Linked DNA regions of Hordeum vulgare: regions 2 and 3 are each linked to region 1. Evidence: chromatin contacts called from public Hi-C data. All regions are on one chromosome and are shown on one strand. The core of a region is the stretch at or near the end of the contact, and the rest is flanking DNA. Distances in the headings are between cores, read along the strand shown.

Region 1 (3,852 bases), core at 864-3,363:
AGTAGGGACAGGGTGTCGACTCCATTATTCAGCTCAAGTTGCTTTTGGTTCAAACAAAAAGGCCGTTAGACTAAAATAAAAAAAGGCTACCCAAAGATCCAGAAGACCACAGCTAGGAAAGTTTGATCTAGATTAAGGTGACCCAGATGACACTGTTTTCAGAGGCAGAATTGCAACCTGACCTAGATTACCTTTCTCATACTCACAAATCACAAGCGTTCTTATTCAAAACCCATTGCACATTTCCATGAAGAACTTAAATCATAGCTCAAGATCGGAGACCGTTTCTACTCACAGAAAAGTGATTAACGGAACGGAATATGATAATACCTTGACCTCACCATACAGCTTCCTCTCCCAGAAGTATAGCTTCTCTAGTGTCAAGGATAAGCTCCAGGAGCCCACCACCTTCCCTTCTTCGCCAACTACCATGCCCAACATGTCCTCGTCTTTGCACCCCAGATGCGGCACAGAGATTGCAGACATCATCCGCGATGATGCAGCTTCAAACAATGGAACAGTGAGCCATACAATGCACCACAGATATATTGGCATGAAAATGAATCAGATCGTTCAGACTCTGAAGTCTGAACTAGTCGCTCACCGTGGTAAACGGAGTGGCGTCCTTGGTAGCTCGGCCTCCCGACCTCGAGCAGCGGCGCGAGCTCCCTTGCCGCCTCGGCCACCCGAACAAGCTGCGTCTTAACCGCGGTGGCAGCATCCACCGCATTGCCGACAACCCCCTGCGCCGGCGGTTCTCGTGTCAGCGGGGCCACATTACGGTATGCTGGTCGCCTCCGTTGTGCATTCCTCCGGTTGTCAACCTCCGGGATGTTGTTGACGGCACCGAACATGCCGCGACGGCTTCCAACCGTGGAGTACTCGCTCGCCATCTCCTTCACTACGACGGTCTCCTCGTCGTCCTCCTCCAGCTCCGGAATGCCCTCCTCCTCCAGCTCCGGAATGCCCTCCTCCTCCCGCACCTCGCGTGAACTGCGGCTCGGCGTGTACGCGGCGGCGGCGGCGGCGGTAGCCGCGGTGGTGGTGGTGGTGGGGTTGTAGTAGTAGCAGCTGTCGTACGAGTCGCCGTAGTTCTCGAACACGTTTAGGAAGTCCCACGACGAGCTCTCCCGGGGCGGCGGAAGTGGAGCCGGAGCCGCTGCCCTCTGCGGCGGCGGGGGCGGCGGCTGCACAGCCGCGGCCGGCTCACCACCGTAGGCGTAATACTGCGTGTAGCCGCCGCCAGTTGCCGCGTCGAAAGCGCCGTAGCGCGCGCGCTCCGACACCGGCGCGCTCTGCGCGACGGCGACCGAGGCCGGGGGCGGGCGGCTGCGCGCGTAGTAGAACTGCAGCGTGCTCTGCGGCGGCGGCGGGTAGGCGAACGCGGGCTGGGGCGCGTACCCGTAGTAAGCCGGCTGCGGGAGAAGCTGCTCGGGGATGCGGCGGGGAGGCGATCCGGGGGGCGATGAGGAGGCCGAGTCGGATCCGGAGGACGACGTGGGCTCGAAGTCGACATGCGAGGAATGATGGCGGTCCGGGTCCGGGAGCGGCAGGCCGCCGCCACGACGGCCGCCCTTGCGGCCCGAGGGCAGCGAGAGGCGCGGCGGCGCGGCCTGGAGCTGGAGGAGGAGGTGCAGCGGAGCGGCGAGCGAGTCGTAGGATCCCGCGAGCGCCGCGTGCGCGTCGGCGAGCGCGTAGCGGTGGCGCACGGCGGCGGCGATGAGGTCGGCGCGGCCGCGGCAGAGCGCCACCGCCTCCTGGCTGTCGAGCTTGGAGCCCTTGCACCCCATCGCGCGTGCGCGGGGGCGGGGCGGTCTAGCCCGGAGGGAGAAACAAAACTCAAAAAGGATCTCTCGAGCCGAGTGTACCTACCTACTGCTGCTGCTCGCCCCGCGCATTATGGCGTTCGGTGAGGAGGTTGGCGGGAGGACGCCGTCGCGCGGAGCGGAGTGTGGTCGGGCGACAATGGCGACGTGTGGACGTGATGTGGTGGGAACAGGGAAGGGGAGTGGAGTAGGGGAGCTGAGCTGAGCTTGGCGGAGGAGGCAGAGAGAGAGAGAGAGGGTTGGGGGAAGGCGAGGCGGGCAGGGGAGGGCAGAGCGGAGGGGGGCAGCAGAGAAGAGAAGGATCTTCTTTTTTATCGTCAACACACTTTTCGTTTCTTTTGCGGGGCTTGTCGTTTGTTCCGTGGGGGCGCGGGCGTGGGCGTGGGCGTGGACGGAAGTGGAATCAGCACAGGGGAAAACCGATGACGGCGAGTGCGGGGAATGTGAGGATCCGGTAACTATTGGATGGACGGACCGGATCACGCGGCAGCGAGGGATGGCCAGGGAGGGGACCCTCTTCCTTTGTCCAAGGGTGCGAGTGAAGACGGAGTGGTGGTGGCGGCCTCGGATCGGAGCAACAACAATTAAAACCATCAACAGGCGGACGCCGCCTAGTACACCCTGCGATTGGATTGAAAAGGAAAAAAAAAGAAAAATTATATAATTGGATCCCTCCAATCACCTTATACATTCAGGTTATCCGTGAAATATCATATGAAAGACAAATGTAGGAAGGATATGAAGCTTTGCGAACACACATGTGTGTGTCCCATCAAAGCGGCACGTCGGACGTGACCCCATCCGAGATCATCTTTTTTTTCTTTCTCTTCTTTTTCATCAATCACGCGTAACTAACTAGACATATGAGGGGAAAATGAGAAATATGGTTGCACGAAGAGCCAAAAAGAAAACACGCTCGGCCACTAATCAAATGCGTCTGTCGACATTTAGGGGGCCATTTTTGCTCTGTCCGGATGTAGATGCTTTAAAAACATCTACATCTGAAGTACGCGAATTCGACCCTTGGCTGGTCACGTTCGATATTTTCTTTCTCATAATCGGACATCTTAATTAGCATACATGAAGTCTATACAAACTCATGCAACTACATAAATGATGCATAAACATGGTCCGCTATTATATACAACATGCCATTGGACTATGAAAATTTGATATGTTTGACTATGGTGGAGAATATCATCTCCGGCTGCCCTTGCCTTTCGAGACGCTATTGTCATCCTTCTTGAGGAAGTACCGATCGAACACACAGTACAGATCGAGCCGGAACTCTTCCTCGTTGTTGTTGTCCTCCTTTGGGAGAAGTTCGACCATTTCACGAACCGCCTAATTCTACTCTCGAACGAGGGCGGGCGTGTTCCTCCATTGCCACTGCTTCACAGTGCGGGTGCGGATGGCTTCCTCCTCAAAGTTGTCCGCGCTAACACATCAGGCGCCACCATATATGCAGCAAGACGGGCCTCGGCGGTCCTTATCCTCTCCTTTCACGGCGGGCATAACGGTCCCGATGGGACTGATACTCCGCTCGACCGATGATGGGGAAGGATAGATTTGAAGGCTGTCACGACCCCGATGATCTAGCCTCGGAGGATCCGAGTGCCTGTTGAGGTGACGCTATGAAGTCACGCCGGAGATCCTGCCGTCGGTCGAGTGTCGTCCTTTCGCGAGCGGTGGAGTGTAGAGCGGACGACCATTGCCTCCTCCAACCCGCACGTGATGACACCCCAATCAACGGATCTGGACTAGTCGGAGTCATATTCACCGCTCCCCAAGCTGAAGAAGACCGAAGATGGGCTCGAGGTGGCGTAGTAAAGTGAACTGGCTAAGGTTTGATCCACCAAACAGATGGGAAGGGATATATGTAAGACCATGGGTGTAACGTCCAAGATGCGATCCTATCCTCAATTTGGCACGAGGACCTTGTTAGGGATAGAAGCGCATCTCGTCATTTCGCAAGAATGGATATCGTTACAAGTACATGTACTGAAAAGATGAGATATATGGAATT
Region 2 (3,852 bases), core at 963-3,462, 180 kb after region 1:
GTATCGTAGGCTTCACGAAATTGCTGCTCCTTCCTCTCCATAATCTCAACGTACGATGCGTAGCTCTGCACCGTCGCAAGCACGCTCTCGCCGAGCTCCATCCAGTTCTCCTCCGTGGGAGCAGCCGCCTTCTCCTGTTCCTCCTCGGACTCGTGCCGAGGAGGCGGCTGCGGGTCGCGAAGAGCTCGCTCCCGCCTGCTCCGGATCCTCTCCTGGAACTCTCTGATGCGCCTCAGGCTGGCTGACTGCGCCTCTCTGACGCTCTTCATATTCACCCTCGGCTTCGTATCGGACTCGCCCATGGAGATCTCCATCCCCGCCAGCCCGCTCTCGATCAGCTCCATCTCCGGCGCGCACTCAGACTGTCGGGCTTTCCTTGGGGTTTTGTTTCCTCTCTGCTGCTTTTGCGATCCTTTCTTTTCGATTTAAGGAGTCTCCGTCCGACTCCAACTGTGCTAACTAATGGGCCTCGGGCCGGCCTATTTAGCTATGTATTCGGGCCGCTGCTTGAGCTCAAAAAACGGCCCTTCTCATTCCTACACAAGGAGAAATCCGAAATCACTAGTTAGCGAATACACCTTCCAACGATTACTCCCATCTTCATAAGTTGTGACAAGTGGCGCACTGCATGCGTGCCACTTGTTGCAACCTGAGAGTTTTTCCTTTTTTCGTAGATCCGTATTTTTAAAAAGTTTTATCTCCTAAACTGTGCATTCAAATCTCGAACTGTTTTCACCGTTGACTTTCTCGCGTCGAGATCTTGAAAACTAAAACCCATGTTGATAGGTTTTGATGATTTTTTCATGAAAAAACGGAAGAAAAAACCAGACAAAAAAACCGTGCCTCACGTGACAGAAAAAAAACAGAAAACGCGGTTTTTCCCTTTCCGATAGGCACGGGTCGTGCCATTCGTGAAAGCAAAATCCGTGCCTCTCGCGAAAGCAAAATCGTGGCTCCTGCAAAAAAAGAGAGAGCCAAAAACGTGTTTTCCCCCTTTTCGGGAGAGACATGGGCGTGCCTCTCGCAAAGTCAAAAACATGTCTTTCGCGGAAGCAAAACCGTGCCTCTCGCAAAAAAACAGAAAACACGTCTTTTTCCCCTTTCGGGAGAGGCACGGGCGTGCCTCTCGCGAAGGGAAAACTATGCCTTTCGCGAAAGCAAAACCGTGTCTCTCATAAAAAAACAGAAAACACGTTTTTTTCCTTTTTGAAAGGCACGGGCGTGCCTCTCACGAAGGCAAAACCATGCCTTTCATGAAAGCGAAATCGTACCTCTCGCAAAAAATGAAAGCACGTTTTTTTCTTTCCAAGCGTGTCTCTCGCAAAGTCAAAATCGCGCCTCTCGCAAAAAAACAGAAAATGTGTTTTTTCACATAAAAGAAAAGAAAACGCATTTTTTCACGAAAAAATATTGATTTTTTGTCCAAAAGTTACGAAAGACCGATGAAAGCCATAACACAAAAAAAACACACTAAAAAGACGAAAACGCGTGTGAAAAAATACAAAGGAAACGCTCAGAGCGCGACACGTGACGACAGCTGGAAACGCATCAAGTGGCGACGCGCGGGAGCGCTCGCTAACTAGTTGCTTCCGGAGAAATCGGACATTTCCTATTTGACACCACATGCATCCGTTAATGTGCATTTTTGTTAACTGACGCCTATGGCGTTCGAACTGGCCCGACCCATCTAGGCGTTTGTGATGTTTTTCTTAAACAATTCTATGAACTTATTAGAATATTGATGAACTTTTTTTATATTTCAACGAATACTTTTAAAGATTGATGAACTTTTTTGAATATCGATGAACTTTTCTAAAACTTAATGAACATCTATTTGAAAACGGATGAAATTTTTAAAGAATTATAACTTTTTTTCCAGTTCAATGATTTTTTTTGAAAAAATACATTATTTTTGGGTTTTTTATGAACTTTTTTCAAAAATATTGAACTTTGTTAAAATTTATAAGCTTTTCATAAATTAGATGAACTTTTTTTCGTTTTCAATGATTTTTTAAAAAAATTGATAAACCTTTCTTAAAGATGTGATTTTTTAAAAAATGGTTGAACCTTTTCCTTTAAATCTGTAAACTTTTTTTTAATTTTATATTTATTTGTAATACAAAATCAAACAAAATAGAACAGCACTTTAGTGGGCCGGCCCATGCTAGCAGCGCGGCAGGCGCCGGATCGTTAACGGACACCTGCAGCGCTGCATAGGAGCTCCGGAGAAATGGTGCTTCAGAGTATGGAAACCCGTATTGAACGCTTGCTTTTTTGTGAGTGGTCCTATTGAACGATTGTTTTGGCGTGGGTTGGCCCGTTTAACATTTCAACGTCCCTGGTTTTGGAAAGCTTTTTTAATTGTTTTTTTTTTGTTTTGGAAAACTTCTAACAGGTTTTCTAAACCGATTTTTTCTTTTTTTCTTTTTCTTTTTTTTAATTTTCTCCTTTTTTTCCTTCTCAGTTTTTATTTCTTTTTTATTAATTTAAAATTTGTGCACAATTCAAAAAAAATTGATGGTTTTGAAATTTATACACAATTCGAAAAAAAATTATGGTTTTAAAATTTGTTCACAAATTGAAAACATTCATGTTTTAAATTATGTTCACAATTTGAAAAATGTTAGCGGTTTCATAATTTGTTCACGAATTGGAGATTTGTTCACAGATTTGAAAAATGTTCGCGGTTTTATAATTTTGCTCATGAATTTGAAATTTGTTCTTGATTCCAAATTTGTTCACATATTCAAGAAATGTTCGCGGTTTAATGAAAAATGTTCAATATTTATAATTCTGTTCATGGATTTGAAATTTGTTCAGCATTTAAAAAATGTCCGTGGTTTCAAAATTTGTTCGCATATTTGAAAAATGTCAGAACTTTATAATTTTGTTTACAAATTTGGAATTTATTCATGTTCAATTTTTTTTGTGATTTCAAAATTTGTTCATGTTTAATTTTTTCGCAATTTGAAAAATGTTCGCCGTTTCAAATTTTCCGCAGATTCAGAAATATTCATGGTTTTATAATTTTCTTCATGTTTCAAATTTTGTCCAGAATTCGATTTTTTTTTGTGATTTCAGAAAATGTTCTGGTTTTTTCTTCAAATCCAAAAAATATGTTTGCTTCAAATTCAGACAGAACTGGAAAAAAGAAAGAAAAAAAAAGAAATAAGCAGAAAAAGAAAAGAAGGAACCGAAAGAAAAGGAAAAAGAAAAAACTGGGCGGGGCACGACCCCGTGTGCGTCCGCTCGGCAGTTGGTTGTAGCGAGCGGCGCATAGGAGGTCCGAGAGTGTAGGTTGAAAATGAAACCACATAACTTGTTTGACCGAGCGCCCGTGTTGTCCCTCCCGAGAATGACCCGGGGCAAGACCCTAACCGCTAGGAAACCCCACCCCCAGATTTTCCCCTCCCCTCGCCGCTCCCAGCATGTGCCGCTGGGCAAAGCCCGCGCGATAGCGACGGTGACGGGGCCTTTCGTTCTTCCTGTGGCGTGGTGTGAGCAGCAACGGGCCGCTCGGCTATGGAAAGGCGTGGGGGCGGGCGAGCCGGTGCTGGCGGCCGTCATGGGCATGGCAAATTGACGGTGTGGTGCGCGGGTGGTAGGTCCAGTTGGTGCCACACGCGCGTCTGGCGTTGCAAGATGGCGCAGTGGGCGCGGTGGGTACGACGGGATGGCACTGCGGGCGTGGCTTGGCGCGCCCCATGCAACAAGCGGGCCCAGGGGTGTTGTGGCCATGTGCGTCGCTGTTGTGGACAACTACTGGAGGACGCGGGCTCACGGGATCCCCCCTATGGGCGGTCCCTCGCTTGGTGCGCCCGGACCTGGCAATCCATTGACGACCGGATCTGG
Region 3 (3,852 bases), core at 815-3,314, 150 kb before region 1:
ATGATCGCGGATGCCGAACTCGCGGAAGGTGAGGGAGAAGTAAGTGCGCCAGGTGGAGAACGACGGGGTGTGGAGGTCGAGGGTGACCGAAACGTGGTCCTGGATGTGGAGCAGACGGAGAGAGTTGGGGTTGACAGGCTCAAAACCGAAGGGGTTGAGTTCACCGGAGGCGGCGGAGAGCGGCGAGGCCATGGCCGGTGAGGAGAGATGCGGAAGCGAAGACGATCAAGGCTGAGCGTTTGATACCATGTAAAGCGAGAGAGAGAAGGATTTGCTGCACACCGATTCTCATTAACATACAGGGTACTTATACATGTACAAGGGAGAGAGGATTAACTAACCCGAGCTAGAAGGAGGGGAAGTGGGTAGTGAGGCAGCGTATCCGGCGCATGCGATAACGAGCGCGGACTGGGCTCGGTCGTGGGCGAGCCAGGAGCGATACGCGCGCGCATGCATGCAGGTCGTTGGAGTGCTGTTCAACATCATCATCTAGAAGAAGAAGAAAACAGCGAGTCAGTGACGGAACTAGCAGGGTGTCGCATGCAACTCTAACTGAAAAACTCTATGAGTTGCTGCAATTCTACCCGAATGAAGATTAGCAACAACGGGATGCGTTTACAAGACACATAAGTAAGCAGACAAAACCCATACACTCCTACCTGTATATTTTAGGGGAACAGGCGAGAATACCATTGATAGATAGATCAGCAAAGGCTAAAGAGGCTTTTGTCCAAGTCAATTATTGGTCAGTATAGTATATATACAGAATACTGAAGGGGAAACACAAAGCCTCATGAGCTGATGGATTGGGGCCAGTAGCGTGTGATGGGGACTTTTCTTCTAACCCACCCATCAACCCATGATTGTGTTGTTGCGTCGAGTTTGTTATTAGGCGTACGTAGCCCCCACCTCCGCCCCACTTGCGTGCAAGTGCAACAAACATTTTCCTCCGTGCAAGCCAGCACCCAAATCACATGCAGATCGTCTAAACTAACCTTTACCCATCCAGGGTTTACTCTCACTTTTGGAGGCCTAAAAGAGAGGGAGGGAGTAGTGGATGCAAGGCAGCTGGATATCTCTCTTTGCCTAAAAAAAAAAAAAACTGGATACCTCTCTTCCGGAAAACAATTTCTTTCTCTCTCGAAGCCAGTTTTATCCTAGTAGTAAGTATTTTGGTTTATATAAAACAGTGGTAGGGTCGGATCGTCCAAAGCAGCACTACAGCCAAGCCAACCATCACGTGGACTGCTCCTGCATGCGCGACGTCGCTCCTGCACCATCCATCCATCCCTTTTGACGCGACAGAGATTAATTAACGAAAAGAAAGCCGGCTACGTGCACGTTGCATCGCGACGCTCTCGTTGGCTGTTGGGATGGAAAAACAAAAAAAAAATCGCGGCAGCGGCGCGTGTGACTGTTTGAACTGGAACGTACATGAAGCGGGGCTGTCACGTACGCACAAGGATGCACCACCTTATAATCACAATTACTATAGCAAATCGCAATGAATTACTAGCACGCAGCCACGCACCAGAAGGGTGGACTGTGCATTCAATGAGGCCTATAAATTATTGGGATTCACTCACAGTCACAGGGGAGCCGTCCTCGCGTCGCTGGACGGTACCACTCCCGTATAAATAATGTACGCCGGCTTAATAATCTCAGTAATCTGGCCATTATGTGGCGTTTCTGCGGATGCCACCCTCAGATTTGCGGAAATTACTACCACTAATCGCCTGCCCACCGGACACCATTACCACCATGCTCCTCGCTAGGTAGGAGACACGCATGTACAGAGAAGCACGAGGCGCCACCCAGATCTGCATTATTAAAAGCCAAACCTGCTTTTATATTACAAAGTACTACTAGTACTAGTAATATATAATCTGAACGGCCAAACGGAATTAAAAGCGGTTAGTGTGCGGAGATTCGCTCTGATCCTCCATTTTTTTTACTGACCCACTAGTATTATCTACTTGAATTATTTGTTTAGATACGGAGGGAGGGAGTATTTATTTACCAGTAGCCCCTTTGCTTTCGCGATATATATGATTGATCTCCCTGTAGCCGGCCCGCTACTAGTCAGGAGTCAGGAGTCGCTTCTCCTGCCGGCCGTCTCATCGTTTTCTACCTGCTCTCTCGCCAAATGTTGCCACCCAACTAACAAAAGCCCGGACTTCCCTCCGCCTCCGCCCGCTTCCCTCCCATCCCTGCCGCCGCCAGTCCAAAACCCGCACGCTTCCAAGCGAGCGCACGCTCGATCACCAAGCCCAGGAGGACCGGAGCGGGAAGAGAACAAGGCGTGCGCGCGCGCGTGCGTGAGAGGAGGAGCGCCGCATGGGGTCGAGGCGGCGGCGCGGGCAGCACCACGGCCGCTGGGTGGTGCCCTCGGTGGCGCCGGCCGCGGCGGCGTTCACGGCGGCGGGGCTGCTGCTCGTCGTCGTCGCGTTCCACTGCTTCCTCTCGCCGCCGCTCGGGGGCGGCGGCGGCGTCCGGCGCCCCAACCCGCCGTTCCTGGTACGCTCTCCCCTCCCCTCCCAGCAAAAGCCGCGACTTTGCGGCGACGGGGGTCGCCGCCGGGTCCATGCAATGCGCTCCGATTCTCGCTCGCTTCCTGCCTTAATGCCGATTCTGTTTGCTGTTTTCCCTCCCTCACCCCCCCTCCCTTTTGTTTCGCGGAGCAGTTGAACAAACCGGCCGAGTTGCGCAGGAATCTCGTCGGCACCGTCGATTTCACCGTTCCGGTGAGTGGATAGCCCCGCGCCCGCCTTCCCCGTTCCTCGCGCTTAAACCCGGTGAAATCGAGCGGCGGATTCGGCTCTGGTTAACCGGTTCCGGGTTTTCTTTTCAGAGTGGCGGGAGCAGGCTGGGGGAGGAGCTCTGGGCGTCCAAGACGGCGCACCACTTCGTCGGCTGCAGCGACGCCACCAATGACTTCGCCGGTACGCCTACGCGCGTTGCTTGCACCAATTCCGTTTTCCTTTCGTGCACGGGTTGTTTTGCTTCAGAAGAAGATTGGCATTGCCATTGCTCGTGCTTGAGTTTGACTGCTCGCTAACAGTAAAAGTTCCCCTTCAGCAGATGCCAAGGCTGTCACCGAATCGAATCGCTATCTGATGATCGCCACCAGCGGGGGCCTGAACCAGCAGCGAACAGGGGTGAGTACGTGCTGCCATACTGGTTGCTGGCTTGTCCCATCGAATTCTTGTCTTCTTGCTTCGCTTGGTCCATCCAACAGTGTGAATATATATTGCAGTTAAATTACCTCGTAATTTCCATGTATGCATAACCTACCTGAATTACTGTGCTAGTGGTCTGATGTCAGTCTAGGCTTCGCAATGATGATCTTGGGCATGTGATGCTAGTACAATAATGTCAGTTTTCTTCAATTGTAAGCCTCTATGATGTATAGCCCTGGTCAATTTACTCCAACAACTTGTTGACGCCTTTGGCTGCATCCGTGCTTTTCTTGGTATGCTCCAACTACTTTTGGAAGCCCTGCATGACTGCGCCTGTGTATTTAGTCCTTTCTTGTTAGTATTAGCTGTCATATACAACCACCCTATACCGTAGGAAACGCTTGCCAATTCTGATCTTGAGTAATCTGAACAGCTTCCAGTTCGAGATGGTAGCGTGTGTTTCCTGACCTATTAGTGTGAGTTATTAATCTGAGCAACTTCCAGTTCGAGATCACAGCGTGTGTTTCTTGACCTATTAGTATCTGTTATTAATCTGAACTACTTCCTGCTCGAGATCATAGTGTGTATTTCTTGACCTATTAGTATGAGTTATCAATCCGAACAACTTTCAGTTTGAGATCATAGCGTGTGTTTCTTGACCAATTAGTATGAG

Evidence for each region. A called contact is a pair of places that touch in the nucleus more often than the background predicts.
Region 2: a contact with region 1 is called in a Hi-C map of leaf, with 2.8 times the contacts expected there. The contact joins the enhancer-like site here to the promoter of LOC123427507 in region 1. A contact is called at or near these places in 3 of 6 Hi-C or Micro-C datasets (leaf and seedling).
Region 3: a Hi-C map of leaf shows a contact between it and region 1, with 4 times the contacts expected there. The contact joins the promoter of LOC123427505 here to the promoter of LOC123427507 in region 1. A contact is called at or near these places in 2 of 6 Hi-C or Micro-C datasets (leaf and seedling) and 1 of 1 datasets of contacts at active chromatin or transcription factors (embryo).

Annotation. Positions count from the first base shown.
Region 1 is chr2H:590,236,276-590,240,127 of MorexV3_pseudomolecules_assembly, forward strand. It overlaps LOC123427507 (protein ROLLING AND ERECT LEAF 2-like), which reads right to left and starts at 2,114. Exons shown (of 4, transcript XM_045111577.1): 1 at 605-2,114; 2 at 331-503. The coding sequence starts at 1,790.
Region 2 is chr2H:590,418,184-590,422,035 of MorexV3_pseudomolecules_assembly, forward strand. No RefSeq gene overlaps it. Among protein-coding and RNA genes, the nearest start is that of LOC123430661, 83 kb to the left of the region's middle. Within about 2 kb of position 2,213, at least 3 of the 3 cell types and tissues checked have open chromatin away from gene starts, as enhancers often do. A contact at or near this core is called in leaf and seedling, where this site is marked.
Region 3 is chr2H:590,084,595-590,088,446 of MorexV3_pseudomolecules_assembly, forward strand. It overlaps LOC123427505 (O-fucosyltransferase 6-like), which reads left to right and starts at 2,065. Exons shown (of 11, transcript XM_045111575.1): 1 at 2,065-2,517; 2 at 2,685-2,744; 3 at 2,852-2,942; 4 at 3,082-3,158. The coding sequence starts at 2,338.